3 separate regions of the Mus musculus genome follow, and regions 1 and 2 are each linked to region 3. The links are chromatin contacts, called in public Hi-C and HiChIP or PLAC-seq maps. All regions are on one chromosome and are shown on one strand. Each heading gives the region's core, a stretch centred on a gene start, on an enhancer-like site or on the middle of the called end of the contact. The rest is flanking DNA. Distances are from core to core; before and after follow the strand shown.

What was found. Hi-C and Micro-C count contacts between places; a contact is called where the count stands out from the background. HiChIP or PLAC-seq counts read pairs in DNA pulled down with a chosen protein or histone mark.
Region 1: a Hi-C map of bone marrow-derived macrophages shows a contact between it and region 3, with 21 read pairs. The contact joins two enhancer-like sites. A contact is called at or near these places in 5 of 39 promoter capture datasets (the 3T3-L1 cell line, hippocampal neurons, liver and 1 more), 12 of 484 Hi-C or Micro-C datasets (the STO cell line, adipose-derived mesenchymal stem cells, bone marrow-derived macrophages and 8 more) and 8 of 115 datasets of contacts at active chromatin or transcription factors (bone marrow-derived dendritic cells, bone marrow-derived macrophages, embryonic basal ganglia and 4 more).
Region 2: an H3K4me3 HiChIP or PLAC-seq map of bone marrow-derived macrophages shows a contact between it and region 3, with 8 times the contacts expected there. The contact joins two enhancer-like sites. A contact is called at or near these places in 8 of 484 Hi-C or Micro-C datasets (bone marrow-derived macrophages, cerebral cortex, cortical neurons and 3 more), 1 of 115 datasets of contacts at active chromatin or transcription factors (bone marrow-derived macrophages) and 1 of 9 other capture datasets (bone marrow-derived macrophages).

The regions. Positions count from the first base shown.
Region 1 is chr14:120,494,857-120,498,145 of GRCm38.p6, reverse strand. The region is part of intron 1 of Rap2a (RAS related protein 2a); the gene reads right to left. Among named protein-coding and RNA genes, the nearest start is that of Rap2a, 18 kb to the right of the region's middle. Within about 2 kb of position 1,730, at least 44 of the 459 cell types and tissues checked have an H3K27ac peak or open chromatin away from gene starts, as enhancers often do. A contact at or near this core is called in bone marrow-derived macrophages and microglia, where this site is marked.
Region 2 is chr14:120,419,375-120,422,907 of GRCm38.p6, reverse strand. The region is part of intron 7 of Mbnl2 (muscleblind like splicing factor 2); the gene reads right to left. Among named protein-coding and RNA genes, the nearest start is that of Gm26679, 32 kb to the right of the region's middle. Within about 2 kb of position 1,392, at least 2 of the 459 cell types and tissues checked have an H3K27ac peak or open chromatin away from gene starts, as enhancers often do. A contact at or near this core is called in bone marrow-derived macrophages, where this site is marked.
Region 3 is chr14:120,760,800-120,764,266 of GRCm38.p6, reverse strand. Gm41253 (a long non-coding RNA gene) reads left to right here. Exons shown (of 6, transcript XR_874981.1): 6 at 1,247-2,156. Among named protein-coding and RNA genes, the nearest start is that of Gm25781, 36 kb to the left of the region's middle. Within about 2 kb of position 1,401, at least 61 of the 459 cell types and tissues checked have an H3K27ac peak or open chromatin away from gene starts, as enhancers often do. A contact at or near this core is called in bone marrow-derived macrophages and microglia, where this site is marked.

The DNA.
Region 1 (3,289 bases), core at 481-2,980, 270 kb after region 3:
GAAAGGTTTTTCTTAGTTCCCTTTTTCAATTTTCTCCCCAGTGTTAAAATCTCCTCTCTTAAAAAGGCCTGAGGCAAAGAGCAATACTCAAATGTGTCAGCCACTCTGTGGCCACCCTTGCCAGATGTCTCTGCAGTGTTCTGAACACCTCCCATGACACAGAATTCATGCTATGGGCAGCTGGCTATGTCCTTCTGTCTGTTCGTTAAATGTTAGTGTTAAGAATTCAAGAGTTTAAAAGTTTGCTGTGTTCAGACCTGGGACGTCTGCATCCTTCCCCTTCACAGGCCCTAACTTCTGTTTTAATTCCCACCAATATTTAAATAGGAGGGAGGGAGGGAGGAAGGGAGGGAGGGAGGGAGGGAGGGAGGAGGAGAGGGAGGGGGAAAGGGAGAGAAGGAGTGGAGAGGAGAAGGAGAGAAAGAGGAGGGGGAAGAATAGAGGGAGAGAGGGAGAGGGGGAGAGGGGGGAGAGGGGGAGGGAGAGGGAGAGAGACTGAGACTCTTAATCTCCCTTGTGAGAATGAGCACCATAACTATTTTAGTATATAAACTTTCAGACTTCTCCTACTCATGCATATTAACAGAAGAATACATTTTTATACGAAGAGATCAAACCATTTAGTAGTTTGTTTTTGCTTAATATTATGGAGTTCTTAATTTCAATAAATACAGCATATCATGATGGCCAAACAGTATAACATTTTAAGACTGATACATAGATATAATATGCATATATCCACATATATAACATATATGTATGTATGTATCTCCTAAAACCATATCCTAATTTACTCTTATTATCATTAGTGCCATTTTTTGGCAAACATAACCAGCAATCTGATGAATGTCCTTGTAAGTGTGATTTCTGCACCAAAAGGTATATAAAATGTATATTTTTTAAACCCCTATGCATGTTCTTTTTTTTCCTTTTAAAGCCTTTGAATTAGCAAAACCCATTGATGAGTTCATCAAACTGCTGTGTGGCTGCACACAGAATCTCCAGTGGACAGCAGGAATTTATACAGCACTCACAGTGCTGAATGCTAAGAATATAGCCACCTCCAGGCCTGGCGCCATCCCCTGTCCAGTACTGAGCTGGGAAGAAGGGCAGGGCTAAGCAAGGGTGCACACTTCCTCTAAACTTGTTAGTTCTCAGATGCTTTCGTCATTCCCATCATTCTAACGGCTTCTCTCTGTCACACCTTTGCTTTGACTCCCTCCAGGGTCTGAGTGGACACTGAACTTGTCCAGTGAAAAGCGTAACGTAAGCTAAACAAGATGACACCAAGAGTGTGTTTAGAGCTGTCAGGGGCTCCATGCAACTTATGTAAATGTCAGCTTTCTCACAGAAATTATGAGGGTTGACATCGAACCCTCCAATTCTATTAGGGTGGCCCAAGTGACGATAGAAAGAAACTCACAGGCATTTTCCATGCATTAAAAAGCCACCCCAGCACCATGTGCAAGACCAAGGTAACAAACGCCCAGAAAAAGTGCAACAAGATACAGGAAACAAATACTCCACTGTTTTTCTAACTAACAGAATCAGGAAAGGGGCCAAAGGGAGTGGGAGGTTTCCAGTTCTTCCCGTCTCTTTTTATCTAGTCGTTCTGTGAGAACCCTGTGCAGAGCTAAAACTCTGAGAGAAACTCTACTTCTGGCCAGAACAGGCTCTGTGGTCTGCAGGGTGTGGAAGGAGTCTCTGTGGTATGTATGCCATGCAAGTTCACAGGAACCCAGAGACGCTGAGTGCAGGGAAGAGAAGTGCAGGTGGGAGGGGCTGTGAGTCCTCGGCACAGCATCCAGCTATGGATCTAAGGGTTAAGGAGTGTCTACTCTACTGCATCAAAGTCTACCTCAGTAAAAAATAGACTGAAGGGAGGAGACTGGTAACATAGTTAAACAAGTTCTCATTCAATCAGGATAGCAGAGAAACCTTCAGGAGGTTATACTATATACTGAGGACACACGGACGTGGGGAATCATGTTCCAATAATATAGCATGCACAGTTAGGTTGGTCAGTAGGTCTGTTACTTAGCTGAATCCTGCCAATCACTGCTGTGCCACTGAATCTCTATCCTCGACTAGGGAAGGCCAACATTAGAGAACAGCATGACCCTGGACATGAAAATGACAATAGTTCTGGAAGTTTCCTTCAGGATCACAACTCCAAAGTGCACCACAAATCTTTAGGAGACCCAAGATGCTGCAGCATTTCCAAACCCACATTAAAGGGGGAAATGTAAACTGGGTGGTTTACATTTAATCCCAGCACTCAGGAGGCAAAGGCAGGCAGAGTTCGAGGCCAGCCGGGGCTACAAAGTGAGTTCTAGGGCACCCAGGGCTACACAGAGAAACCCTGTCTCACCCAAAAAAAGAAAAAAAAATTATAAAATGTAGCTATGATTGCATTCAACTGGCTCTTTATCATTAGAAGTAACGACAATTCATGCCAGGAATGTGGATCTGTGAGGAGGTATTTTCAAGTACAAGCCTGAAGCCTTGTCATCAGAACTGAGTGGGAATCAAACTGGTTGAGTCTGCTAAAAGCAACACACACACACACACACACACACACACACACACCATACACACATATACACTCAGACACAGACACACGGACATTTCACACACACATATACAGACACACCACTCAGACATGGACACAGACATACACAGACACACACAGAGACCCACAATGAGGTAGGCCACAGCAGTTGGCCAGAGTCAGACACGGTGCTGAAACATAACACACACATTTCACCTTTAAGTGAATGTTGGATTTGAGATCTACGGTTAAAGGCAGGCCAACTCTTGGATGACCAGACTGACAGCTGTATGAACGGGAGCTGCGTGAGCAATCGTGTCTCCGTTATACCAGAGTGCATACCTTCTCAGCACCCCGTGTCAGAAATAAATAATTTTGTTAAAGTTACCCCTAAATGAGGTGGGCTTAAAGATGCTTGAAACTATGAAGAGCTAAGGCATTAGGAATTATGAGCAAAGGAGTGCTTGCCTGAGAGAACACATCAATTCTCATGAAAAGACTTAAATATATTTCTTTCTTTCCTCTAAATAATTAATCAATAGATACCCTCCCCCACCACCACCAAGAAAAACTTAAAGCTAAAACAGCCACAAGATATGGCAGCTCATGCCTTTAACCTTAGCCCTGGGGAGGCTGAGGTAAGAGGACTACCATGAGTTCAAGGTCAGCCTGGGCTAGCCAAGATCTTACCTCAAAACACCCAGAAATCAAACAAGCATAAATGCCAGATTTCAATAA
Region 2 (3,533 bases), core at 143-2,642, 340 kb after region 3:
TGTGGCCAGCAAACCAAAATTCCACTGGAGGAAAATGTCTAAATGTGGCAAATATGTTAGAAGACCTTCCCCATGGTCACAGGGCTCTAAAGGACATTTCCCTATTTTCTGAAACAGAACTTATTTCCTTTAAAGTATAACAGAGACTTGCCTGTTTTCTACCATTGGATATTATTTCTTTACTTCTTTTTCTGTGATGGGGACTGAACCTATGGTCTTGTCCATGCTAAGATGTGCTCCGTTGATGAGGTGTTTCCCAATCCCTCTCTTCTCTGCCTTCTTTTTACGACGCCCTGCTCACACCTATTACTGTTCTTTTTCTCTTCTTCTTTGCTCTATAGCCACACAAGTCTCTTATATAGCAGCTGTTACTGTCACCAAAAATGGTGTCCATTTCTGATGTTTCCAGAGAGGCAAAACCCACACAGTATTCTGATTGCCACACATGGAAGGATGTGTCAAAAGGTTATCTTAAAATTAATTTGGAGGCAGGGTCTCATTTAGCCCAAGGCTGGCCTCAGACTTGCTGTGTAGTTAAGTATGACTTTGAAGTTCTGACCATTCTGCCTCTAATCCACTACTCTTGAAACAGGTGTGTGCTGGGAACACAGGTGTGTGCTGGGAACACAGGTGTGTGCTGGGAACACAGGTGTATGCTGGGATCACAGGTGTGTGCTGGGAACACAGGTGTGTGCTGGGAACACAGGTGTATGCTGGGATCACAGGTGTATGCTGGGATCACAGGTGTGTGCTGGGAACACAGACTCTATCTTCACTGGTGCCGAACGTTTCCCCCTCCGTTCTGTGGTTAATAAAGGGAAGACTTTAGGAATATGTTTTAATATTAAAAAAAACTGTTATATAAAATATTAGTAACTGGGTCTTCTATATGAAAAATGTTAACGCCACCCTCATTAAATTATTGACCAAGGCCCACACGGGCATATTACATAGATAAAATCTGTAAGTGGAAGTTCCTGACTTGGGATCAAGCATCCACGTGTCCTATTAAACAAGTCCTATGTGGAAGCATCTAGACCCCTGGGTGCATTGCAGTGTGACTTTGATCATGGCCTCGAAATCCAGGGCCTCTGAAGCTATTGCTGGAGGGTTCTCACACTAAGACAAGACTGGTCCTTGCATGTGTGCTCTGAAACACTCACGGTTACCCCAGAATGACTGATTCAGTTAGATAGTTTCTTCCCAAGCCACATATCACAAGCTCACCACAAACAACTCCCCCGCCCCTCCCCATGTTTTCAAATGCCATATAAATAAAATCACTTAGATGGCTTTAAAAAATGGTGTCCACAACTATAATGTGGTTGAAATATGATAATGTAATAATGTATAATGTAGGGAAATAAGGGGCTTAGGAATGCTTGATATTGCAAACTAAAGGGGAAGATCAGTCACTTCCCCTTACAGATGGCTCATCATCCATGTCCTCTGTCCTTAGGGCACTGAGTTTTCCTGTCACAGGATTGGAATTCTCTTCACACATTCATGATGGGGGTGCAGGGCTAGCCTATCCACTGGGGTAAGAATCAAGACAGGGCTTTCTTCGTGCACCTGACAGCAAGGCTTCTCTTTCCCAGGCTAGTCCCGGCTTCTGTCTTCCACCTGTGGGAGAATCCCAAGGCTCATTTTTTTTTCATTTTACTCTGAGATAGGAGGGCTAGCCTCAGCTCATCTTCCACTAACATATTGTACTCTGTTGTAATTGAAAGTATATGAGATTCTAATATATGTCCCCTAAGAATGACTGGCTCTTACATACACTAAGGGGCAAGGTAAAAGGATAAGGCAGCTCCCCCCCAACTTCTTTTCTTTTCTTGATCTTTTTCCCTGGTGTTATTGAAAATATTGAAGAGTGCTTATTTATGAAGAATAGCTATGAGATTATGTTTGATATGCAGCTGTGAAAGAAGGAAAAACTTAACACCTTAGACCTGAGGGGTCAAATGAGAACCAGGAAGAAAGGAAGCAGGCAGGGTAAGCCATAGCTGCCCAGGAACTAGTTGTCTACGTGTGTGTGTGTGTGTGTGTGTGTGTGTGTGTTGTGAATACATACATGTATGCACTTATGTGTGTGTATGGATGAGTGTGCATGCATGTGTGTGATGTGAATGCATGTGTGTGTGTGCATGTGTATGGTGTGAATACATGCATGTGTGTGGTGTGAATGCATGCATACATATATATACATGGGGGGTGTATGTGAATGCATGTGTGCACGCATGCATGTGTGTGTATATGTGTGTGCATGAATGTGGAGGCTAGAGGTCCATACAGGCAGGGTGTTTCCTCAATTGCTCATCACCATATTTGAGGGGACAGGGTCTCTCACTGATTTGGCTAGCCTGATTCTGGCCTTTGGGCTCCAGAATCTCCGCCTGAGTTTCCCCAGTGCTGGGATCATGCATCCACGCCCCTATGCTCAGCTTTGTTTGTGGATGCTGCAGGTTCAAGCTAGTGTTTTCAAACTCACATGATAAGCTCTTTACTGACTGAGCCATATCTCCACACCCCAGGCTTGCACCACACTGAACTTTCCAGTACTGTTACACAGGCGTCCCTTAGTGACCATGCCATGGGCTGAACAAAGCTGGAAAGGGCACCTGGAGGGACTGCTGTGGTTAGGACTTCTGCAGAGAGCACCGAGGACTGAGCTTACCTAAGGAGTCCGCTCAGAAAGAATGCCATGGAGAACCTGTCTTTGAAAGACCCTGTCTCCATTCATAGGACGCTCCCCTTTCAGAGCATCTCTGGGTAAGCTTGGAGCCATAACACCAGGGCTGTTCCTACAGGAAAACCAAGCACCAAAGCTGCTGGCCAAAGAACTTTAAAAATATGCTTTCTGTATATGTTAAAGAAGGCTACATTTCCTACTGTATCAAAATATATAAAACTGGGGCCATATTATTAAAGCAAATATCCTAAAACATTTAGAATATTTGCAATGATATGTGTAGGAAGTGAGGCTGAGATTAAACAGGCAGCCCGCGCATGAACGGTTTTGCTGATTCAGATCTCTAGGCATGGATGCTGAATCTAAGAAAAAAGTTTACACGTAAAAGCTAACTTAGGCAACATCAAGACAGGCTTTGTTATATAAACGGACAATAATCAATGTGTCTACTATCTTTTTTATAGTTATTTTTGACATCAGACTTATCTTCAAGCTTTCACGGGTTACAAGTTAACAATTCAAAAATGAAAAATGAATAAGAATATGTCATTGTCCAAGAGATTAAAAAAGGATCCAAAGCAAATATTTTATTTTTTAAATGATTAATTGGTTGATATGATAACTATAAAGAAATTTCAGAAAGATTTGTTCATGCAATACAGAGGGGTTTTTTTTTTCCCCTTTTTCTTTTTTACAATTGTGTGGTGTTCCTCATAGTAATAAATTAAAGATCCAGGTCAAGAATTAAAAAAAAAAATTCCATGAAGATGAGCTCCTGCTGTACTTTAGCACAAGTCCCCAACTCTCCTCCTACCCTGCTTTTGCGTCACTACAAAGGTGT
Region 3 (3,467 bases), core at 152-2,651:
TGCCTTATTGCCAGTGTGTTCTTCCATCTTTGGATTTACTGACGCTATTTAAAATGTGAATTGCTTGAGATGAGGTGACATCATTGTTAAACCTGCCACAGCTGCAGAAACTCTCTCTCTGTCCAGTTATTTGGATGAGCTGTGCATCACGGTAAGGACGTGGGTTCTCCGTGGGATACATTTTGCTTCTGCTTTCCTAGGAGTTTCAGGTTAGATTTCTGAAGCAGGGCCCCCTTCCTGGACTCTATCCTTATGACTCACAACTGCTGTTCAACCTGGAACGGATGCCAGCTGGGAATTATAGAGCTGAGTTTTAACACAGAGTGGGCGTGTTGGCCAGGCTTTGGTCAACTTGTCACATGCTAGAGTCATCTGGGGAGGGGAACCCTCAATTGAGGACATACCCTCATCAGAATGGCCCATAGGCAAGCCTGTAAGGTGTTTTATTGATTACTGATAGATGTGGGAATATTTAGCCCATTACGAGTGGCGCTGTTCTGGGCAGGTGGTTGGTTCTGGGTTCCATAAGGAAGCAAACAGAGCAAGCTACCGGGAGCAGACCAGTAAGCAACGCCGTTCCACAGACTCTGCTTCCGGACCTATCTCCAGGTTCCTGCCTTAACTTCTCCTGATGATGGACCAGCAAGTCAAACAAATCCTTCCCTCCCCAGGTTGGTTATGGTGTTTCATCACAGAAACAGAAAGCAACTGAGGCAACAGGTTGGGGACTGAGTCAGGTTTCCTAATATGACATTGTCTAATGGAGCCCAGAGCTAGATTAGGCCAGGTAGCTCTCTGCGTCCCAGGATGGCAGTCAAGACACATCACCACTAAGGGCCACAGGAGTAAATGCTGACTCTCTCACAGAACGCTTTGAAATATTGGCTCACCAACCAAAGGGCACACACGGGCTGGTCTGAGGCCCTAGCACTTAAGTAACAGAGGGTTGCCACTTCTGGTCTCAATCAATCAGAGAGAATGCACCTAATTCTGCAGAGACTTGATGTGTCTGGATTATGGGATGCAGGATGGGGGCTGTCCTCTAAGAGACAACATTTGAGGGAAGGAAGGCAACATTTGAGATGTAATTAATTAATTAATTAATTAAGAAGAGAAATATTAGCTCATTTTGTCTTGCAGCTGACTTTGCTCCAACCACACACGTTGTCTGAACACATCAGGCTTTCTCCAGTCTGAGTAGTTCTATGTAGGAGTCTATTCTCAGGCCACTGCTTGCTTCTTTCAGGCATTTGCTGAAATTTCACTTCCTCATTGAGGTGTTCCTTTGCCACGTGGTTGAAAGCGGTCATGTGACCAGCTATGGAACTGGGCGTGCTCTCCTTTCTCACTGGTGGCCAGCAAGCCCCAGCGGTCCTGTCTTCACTCCCCACAGCGCTGGGGTTAGAGTTGTACGCAGCCACCTCCAGCATTTATACGGATGCCGGGATCCAAACCTGACTGTGTGGCAACTGCTCTGACCTACTGAGCCATCTCTTCAGCCTCGTCGCTTCTGATCCCCAAGCAATTGTTTCTTAACTAGCTCAGAACTGTCACTGTCATAGTTTCGATGTATTTATTCATCCATCAGCCATCAGCTGAAAGTCTAGAAGCAGGGCGTTGTGCTCTCTAATGGAAACAGTCACTTATTTATTATCTCAACTGCAAATGCTTTTATGCACATTTAACAAAGTTGCTTTGTTTAACTCATGGCAAATGATAGTAATGTGAAACTAAGAATTTGCAGAAAAGACCCGAGACATTCTACCAGTGTGTCAGCAAAGGCACTGAGCTGGTTTGTTAATCCGGTTTTGTTTCACTTCACTAAAACGCTGCAGATTTCTGGACCTCACTGAGTCACAGTTAAATAAATGGTGAAGGACACCAGTGGGAAAACAAACCAACCCCGTGGTTCACCCAGTCTCCCCTGTTGCTGCAAGGGCGCTGGCCTGGCTTGGTCACCTGACAGTCACAGGCCATGCCTGCCCAGTCCTTGAGCATGTCTCATTGCACTTTTTTCTAAAATATTGATCTGTTTGAATCTGTTTTCACCATTCGAGCTCCAGGAAGAGAAAGCGCATGAATGTCTCTCTCTGTGTGTCTGTGTATGTGTGTGCATGTGTGTGTATGTATGTATGTATGTATGTATGTATGTATATATGTATGTTTATGTATGTGTAAGCATGTGCATGTGTGTGTGTTTGTGTGTGTGCACTTGGGGAGGTCAGAGGACAACTTGTGGGAGTTGTTTCTTTCCCCCACTGTGAGTTTGGGGGTCAAATCTGGATGTCAGGCATGTGCTTTTATTTACTGAGACATCTTGCCAGGCCCTAGAACTATTTTATTTTATTTTTTAGTATTTTTAGAAATTATCACACTGTTTTCCTCAGAGGTCAAACAATTTTACGTTCCTGCTCTCAGTGTAAAAGGGTTCCAATTTCTTCACATCATCTCTAATATTTGTTTTATTTATTTTGGACAGTAGTTTTAAATTTTATTTTGGTTTTAGAGATCCTACTGATAGGAGTTGTTACTGAGATATGCATAAATATGTGTAAAAGTATATGAATTAATTTCATTCTAAAGCAATTGTAAAATATATACTTTTGTAAGTATAAATATGTGAATTAATATTAAATTCTGGTAAAGGAGATCTTAGCAAGTGCATTCTCAACTAGTACACATTGTATTCTTGGTATACAGAGGAGATGGTTTTAAATTTAAGAGTTATGGAAACATGGTATATGTATGTAAAAAAATCAAGCCACTTGAAAATTACAAAGAAGTAAAAAAGAAAACATTTTAGTATGCTCCTAACTTGTTTTTGCCTCCTATACTTTTTCTAATTAACTCCCCACTCTCTTACAGTAGCCGTTAAAAATGCTTTTCTGACCATTGAGAGAGCTATGTATGCTTCTATATCCGCATTATATTGAGAGTCAGATTTTGTGAAATGTATTTTTCATTAAGAATTGCAAATATGAATACTTTATGCAGTGGAAATGCTTTTTGAGTAAGAAGCGGTTATTTGTAATCAGTCCAACTGGACACTCTTGTTGAAGATGCTCTAATTATTGATGCTTACTCGAGACTTGGATGATGTGTAGCCCCTTGCACAAGAGCCATTTCTGCGTGTGAGCAGCACTGGAAAGGATATTTTACCCTAGCTCGTCTAGTAAACCCACTCAGGATGCTCTCTACAGAACCAAGGCCAGGCATCTCTTTATGATGTCAGCAGCGGCAGCAAGTTCCCTCTGACAATAGGTTTACCTCTTATGTTGGTGAGTGTAATGGTAAAGAACTTGGTTTTAATACCAAACAATTATTTGGGTTCAAGTCTTAGCTCTTAATAACCTCTCTAGTATCATCTACTGCTTGCTAATTCATTCATTCATTCATACATCTATCCATGCCTGTGGTCTGTCATTAATTATGTGTTGCTCCCAAGACAGTGAGTGAAGTGGAAGGGG